Linked DNA regions of Sus scrofa: region 1 is linked to region 2. A link is a contact called in public Hi-C data. All regions are on one chromosome and are shown on one strand. Each heading gives the region's core, a stretch centred on a gene start, on an enhancer-like site or on the middle of the called end of the contact. The rest is flanking DNA. Distances are from core to core; before and after follow the strand shown. Region 1 holds the start of PM20D2 (peptidase M20 domain-containing protein 2). Region 2 has its middle 28 kb from the start of PNRC1.

The links. A called contact is a pair of places that touch in the nucleus more often than the background predicts.
Region 1: a contact with region 2 is called in a Hi-C map of liver, with 5 times the contacts expected there. The contact joins the promoter of PM20D2 here to the enhancer-like site in region 2. A contact is called at or near these places in 3 of 47 Hi-C or Micro-C datasets (epiblast stem cells, liver and skeletal muscle) and 1 of 2 datasets of contacts at active chromatin or transcription factors (alveolar macrophages).

The regions. Positions count from the first base shown.
Region 1 is chr1:57,186,238-57,189,650 of Sscrofa11.1, forward strand. PM20D2 (peptidase M20 domain-containing protein 2) reads left to right here and starts at 1,782. Exons shown (of 7, transcript XM_013992683.2): 1 at 1,782-3,011. The coding sequence starts at 2,298.
Region 2 is chr1:57,098,147-57,101,645 of Sscrofa11.1, forward strand. No RefSeq gene overlaps it. Among named protein-coding and RNA genes, the nearest start is that of PNRC1, 28 kb to the right of the region's middle. Within about 2 kb of position 1,790, at least 44 of the 83 cell types and tissues checked have an H3K27ac peak or open chromatin away from gene starts, as enhancers often do. A contact at or near this core is called in alveolar macrophages, liver and skeletal muscle, where this site is marked.

The DNA of each region.
Region 1 (3,413 bases), core at 532-3,031, 88 kb after region 2:
GTTTCTAAAAAGAATCACAGGCTCCTTAGTAGCAGCATACAGAGGCAGACAGTCATATGAACATTATGGATATAAATGAAAGTGATAGTAAGAATTACTGAGCTGGTCAGTTTCAAGAAGGCCCTATGACCAACTCCACCAGGTTTCACAAACCATTCTTCCTGTCCATCAGCTCCCATAGGTAAAGGACTGTGAAGTCTAGGGAGAAACATAACATTGATAAACACAGTGTCTGCTAGTAGCTAGCATAGTTGAATGGTTAATTGCTCTCATTGATCAATTTGCTTATTAGATTCAAGAAGAGTAATCAGCCACCAAATGTTTATTGACATGGAAGGACTGTATCACCACCATACTTTGTTAGATGCTGGAGAACATGGTGGGAAAGCAAAAGAGTTTCAAGACTGGAGGTGAAGATAAACATTCAACAAATTATCACCACTTATTAAACAAATTCAAGGATACAAAGCACCATAAGAAATACTGGCTGCCAACAATGGAAACACAAGACATACATGCATGCATGCACCTGCACACACAGAGAACAAAGCCTGAAGTGAACCTATTCTCCACCTCAGGCAACAGCTTTGTTAATTCCTAGCAAAAAATATAAATAGCAGCTTCTATACAGAATTTATATGCACCCCTTTTCTGTTGTTGTTTGTTGATAAAGCAAGCAAAATGGGTACTACTAATGTCAACAGCCAGGGTTGCTGCAGTAGTTTTATTCAAAATGAGTGATATGGGTTCTGATGTAAATTGACAAGCTGTAGCTGCATTTAAAATTTGGATGTCTGCTTACATTAACAGTGGAGCATGGTGGCTAAAAGTAGGCCACTGGAGCCAGACTGGCTTCTGTTCTATACTGGATCCACTACTTACTAGCTGTGTAATCTTGGACAGTGTCTCTATAAAGTGAAGATAGACATAGTAACAATCTCATAAATTGTTATGAGAATTAAATGAGTTAATACCTGCAAAGCACTTAGCACATGTTAAGTTCCTGCCACAGAGTAAGGGCTCTATAAACGTCACCTATTATTTTTGTTCAAACAAGGCCTTTTTTTTTTTTTTTTTTTTTTTTTTAAGCCAACTACCTGAGCACAGTAGCACTGAATCTCACAGACGGGAATTTTGCAGAAGTATATATGAGTTAGGTGTTTTTTGTTTGTTTGTTTTACTTTGAGGAAGGTGAGGTTTATTAAGCATAGACAAGGGGGTCCAGGAATTTAATACCACATTTGTCATCCTTAGGGCTGAGTTTCAGTTAGAGTGTTAACTAAGGGATGATACATTTTCAGATTTAGAATGTGACTCTGGTATTGTTAGTACGGTTAGTAGATAAAAACAGTAGTAGACAGTCTTTGTGAATATTAGCTTCCTTTAGACTTATTTTCAAGAAATACATTTGTCTTATTATATAAATATATTGTGTTCCATTTAACATTATTTTGACAAATTAAGAGATGATAAAGTATAAAAAGCTGAGGAAAGCTCTTGCTATGTAGAACACCTTTAAAATATAAATTTCTACAGTACTATTAATAGCTATATCATCAACAACAGTTTTTCAAGCTTTGTGCTTCACAGGAGAAAAACAGGAGCACAAGCATCTTGAATTTCTTCATTGGGTAATCTAAAACCCAGTTATAATGTGCACACCAATGGCACACATCGTGTTACTTGAGTTCAGGCTCAAAGTTGTAATCAAAAATAGTCAGAAAATAGCTTCTCTCTCAAAGCTTTTATTATTAAAAATAACACAAATCAACAAAATAATATGAATATATAAGACTACAAATATTTTCATTAATTCTTTCTTTTGGGCTTTAAAAAAATCTCATTTTAAATTCTTAATTCTATTCAGACTATAATAGCTAATACATGTCTAGTGCTTACTACAAACGCCACGTACTGTTCTAGACACTAGTAAGTTTTGATTCTAATAAGAAAGCCACATAGAGTATTTACAGCTATTATACAAGACAGCACCCTCAAGGAGAAGAATGCAGGGCAGTACTGAAAACTTAAGTAACTGCAAAGTCTATAGTCCAGAGGGTTTTTTTGTAAAGCATTTATATTGACACCCAGTTTATGAACTAAAAACCTTATATAAATCTGTATTACTAATCTAGAAAGGAAAGCGGCCTTTTGCCGTGGACTGTGTTCCACTTGGTCTGCCCCTGATGCCTAATAGCCAATGAAACCGTTCTCATTCCGAGGTTGTGGAGATAAGCAACAGTGGAAATGTAATAACGACCTTAGAGTATAAGTCAGTAGTCAGAACAGTCAAGGGTATGGATCCGAGACGAGGACTCTCAGAACCCGATGTCTTCCTAGGGAGCGGGTTTCTGCTGGCTGCAGAAGGGGCGGAGCACGTTTCTGGTGATACGCTGGAGGCGGGGCCCGCGGCTTGGGAGCGGGTCTCCCGGGAGCTGTGGAGACAACCTGAGAGGACGCCCAGCGCGTGCGCAGGCGCAGTGGGCCGCGAGGAGGGAGGGATCCAGCCGGCCGTCCCGAGGAGCGCTGACCGGCTGGCAGCTGTGGGCACGATGAGACCCGAAGAGGAGCGGCCCGTGGAGGGGGGCGCCTGCGTCGGCGTCTCCCAGCTGGAGCTGTTGAAGCTGCGCGCCGCGGATTGCATCGACGAAGCGGCCGAGCGCCTGGGGGCTCTGAGCCGAGCGATCTGGAACAAGCCGGAGTTGGCCTACGAGGAGCACCATGCCCACGGCGTGCTGACGCGCTTCTTCGAGAGCGAGCCCCCGGCCGGGTCGTGGGCCGTGCAGCCGCACTACCAGCTGGCCACGGCCTTCCGCGCCGAGTGGGGGCCGCCGCCGCGGGGGTTGGCGGCGACGCGCCCGCTGCACCTGGGCTTCCTTTGCGAGTACGACGCGCTGCCCGACATCGGGCACGCCTGCGGCCATAACCTAATCGCCGAGGTCGGGGCGGCGGCCGCCCTGGGTGTGAAGGGGTGCCTGGAGAGCCTCCCTGGGCCGCCTCTGCCGGTGAAGGTGAGGTGGGGCCCGAGCGGGGGGCTCCCATCGCCTGTCCAGGCCGGGACCAACCGCAGAAGTGCGGTTTCCCTGAGCATCCGTCCCTTGCCAGCGCGGCGCAGGTGTAGGGGAAAGCACTCGACCACCTGGCCTTTGCTAGTGGGCAGAAGCCCAGGATCAAAGTTTATAGTTCCTGAGTTGCCGACCTGGCGACATTTTGCAGATTTTTGCCTTTTCTTTCCTGCGTTGTTGTAAACACTGGAGTGGACTTTCTCCTTTAGGAAATAACTTAGAACCACGCCTGGTTTTCGTGATGGCTTATTTTTGGTATCAGGGAACCGCAATTTGCTGATAAGGTTGTGCAGTCTCTGGAGGAAGTAGTTATTGTAGGGAAACTACAGACCCTCTTTGTTAGGATCC
Region 2 (3,499 bases), core at 540-3,039:
GTGGAGAGCAGGGCCAGTCTGAAGAGTCAAAGTCGAAGGAGAGGCAGAATCAACTGGGTCTTGCTGACAATATCAGTATGGGCGTGAGAGCTCAAGAGGGCTGAATAAGCATATCTCAAGTTGCTGGTGTGAGATGAATTGTAGAAACTTCACATAGTAGACTATATGGGAAGCCCTCTGTTACAGTAATTGAGGGCTTTCCACCCTCCGAGAAACTGCACTAATATGATGCCAAGAGACAACCCCACACAGTGGTCAGCCAGTAACTAGGGTCCAGCAGCCTGATCACAGGGTCCCAACTTCATTATCACCTGGGCTGATCCTGTTACCACAACCTAATGGAGCTGAAAACAGTGGTGCCAACAAACTTAACTGCCCACCAATCATGACACAGTCCAAAGCTTCGTCATCTTTCTCTGTGACTAAGTAGACTTTCGAAGACAGCTTCAGAAAAGAGTACAGCCTTTTTCCTCTCACCAGGGAGGGTGTAGGTTCCCTGTGGTTATCAGATAAATGCTACATGAAATAGGGAGCAAAGTCCAAGTTTATAATAAAGTGCTAACTTGTGAAGTACATTCCATTCAGAGGAACGTGGTATAATGTATCTCTCCTGGAAGAGCTAGGAGATATTCATTCTTTTTTTTGTTTGTTTGTTTGTTTTTTGGTCTTTTTTTGCCTTTTCTAGGGCTGCTCCTGCAGCATATGGAGGTTCCCAGGCTAGGAGTCTAATTGGAGCTGTAGCCACCGACATACGCCAGAACCAGGGCAACACGGGATCCGAGCCGCATCTGCAACCTACACCACAGCTCACGGCAATGCCAGATCCTTAACCCACTGAGCAAGGCCAGGGATTGAACCTGAGACCTCACGGTTCCCAGTCAGATTCGTTAACCACTGTGCCACGATGGGAACTCCAAGGAGATATTCATTCTTATCGAGAACCTCGTGCCAAACAACACCCCCAAGACGTATTGCCCCATTTTCTGGAGAAGGTAAAAGAACTTCCCTAAATCACACAGATGCCCAAGGGACAGAGCCTGGACAGAGACTCAGGAGAGGCTGAGACTCTGAGCTGGCGCTTAGGGAAGAAGGCTCAGGGGGCCTGGCGTGGACGGGCTGACAGAGCAGCAGGAAAGGGAGGATCACACGAGGAGAAGCAAGGAGGCAGAACTTGGCATGTGTTGTTAATTACTCCAGAAAGCAGCCCTTCTGACTGGAGACTTTGAGTTGCCTACCACTGCTGGGTGTTTTAAGCATTTCAGTTTGGCAGCAAACACCAAACATTTAGTAACACAGGCGTAAGCCTGGAATATTCAGTGACTTCTCACTGCCGTGAATAAGGATTACACAATCACAGCTGTGAAGAGATCATGAAACAGGGGCCCCACCTCGGTACACTTGTGTCTGAACCATCAGCTGCGGGCCTTCCAAAGTCCACAGGAACCAGGCAAGCCACTGAGCATTCCAGATAGGGAGTTTCACTGGTCACCTTCCAGATACGCATAGCTTTATTGGTGAGAAGGATGACTAACCAGCGGGCTGATTTATATGCAAGTTTGTACTTGGCCTTTTTCCTGTCAGCAAAACTTACTCTGTCTTCTAGCTGTCTTCCTCCTTCAGTATAAAAAAATTATCATCACTCCTTGCAGCAAAGCACATCCAGACAAGTGACAAGCAAAGAAAGGTTAAGGAGATGGAGGTAGACAGTGTGGGCTGGAGTGTACCAGGAAGAGCAAGAGCGCATACTGGCCAAGAAGTGTTGCAAGGAAGGAACTTTCTAGAACCTCACACCAACTCCTTATTGTCCTGGGCAGTGTTACAGTTTCACTTCTGGTTTATATTAACTAATACTAGAAACACATAATGAGTAACCTAATTTCTTTCCAGTGGATCTTCCTCTTATTAGAGCTGTACCCTGGTAGGCTGCTTAAATTAATAATTTAATAAATCAACCCTGAGTATGACTTTGAGCTCAACCTGAATTAAATTTTTAAATATGTCATTACAATATTTAATAAATATAAATTCTGTCTTTTTTTTTAGGTTTTTTGAAGTATCATTTTACATTCCATGGACTTCTTAAGTGCATAATTCAATAACTTCTGGTAATACAGAGGTGTGCAACAACCTTCACCACAATAAGAACTCATTTTTGAGCTTTTGGGGCGGGGGGCTGTACTCAAGGCATGTAGAAGTTCCCAGGCCAGGAATCAAACCTGAGCCACATCATGACAACACTGATCCTTAACCCACTGAGCCACCAGGGAAATCCCTGAACTTATTTTTTATTGGAATTATTCAATAGAAGAAAATTTGGGGGAATAAATGATAAGCCACAGAAGTTCTGTCATACAAGTTATTAACTAAACTTTTATTGAGTTTTACTTGAGTGGCCAGAGGTCCCTGGTACCACCCTTTCAGGTGCTCGTGCTTGAAGAAACAGTGTGTCCAGATACTGTGGTTTATCGTTCCAGCTCATCCTCTGGTTCCACTGTTACTTGATGTTCCCTGAAGAGAATAATCACTAAGCAGGGCAGGACTATGCCCTCTCCCTGCACTGGGTCTCATCACCATACATAGCAACCAGTGACCAAACAATTCCTCATGGCACTCATAGTGCTCTGGGGGAGCCATAAAATCAGGCATTTTCATGGCTCTTGATAGTACTTGTGAGAAGTCCCCTCATGGATCAACAATGTGAGGTATTTCTCTCTCTCTCTTTTTTTTTTCTTTTTTTTCTTTTTGCCTTTTCTAGGGCCACACCCACAGCATATAGAGTTTCCCAGGCTAGGAGTCTAATCGAGCTGTAGCCACTGGCCTACACTACAGCACAGCAATGTGGGATCCGAGCCACATCTGCCACCTACACCACAGCTCACGGCAACACCGGGTCCTTAACCCACTGAGCAAGGCCAGGGATCAAACCTGCAACCTCATGGTTCCTAGTTGGATTCGTTAACCACTACGCCACAACGGGAACTCCAATGTGAGGTATTTCTATGTGTATTTTTCAACATTCACGCCAGTTCCCTCCCACCCCACCCCCCCACCTCCATCACTATGCCTGTGACACCTAGGGCAAATCTCTTTCCAGCTTTTTCCTTTCCCTTATGGATCTCTATGAGGTTTTTTGGGGGGAACTTCTTTTCCTTCACAATTGAAATGGTCATTAATCCACTTCTTTGGTCAAAGACATCTTCTTTACTGTCTCCTTCTCCCCTCTCTTCACAAATTATTCCTACAGCATAGACCAAAACTTTTACTTATCAACCCCTCATACTACAAAGATATATTGTACAACATGGGGAAGATAGCCGATACGTTGTGGTAATTGTAAACGGAGTGTAACCTTTAGAAATTATATTAAAAAATAGGAGTTCCCTTCATGGTACAGTGGTTAATGAATCCGAATAGGAACCATGAGGTTTCAGGTTCCATCCCTGGCCTTGCTCAGTGGGTTAAGGATCCGACGTTGCTGTAAACTGTGGTGGAGGTTGCA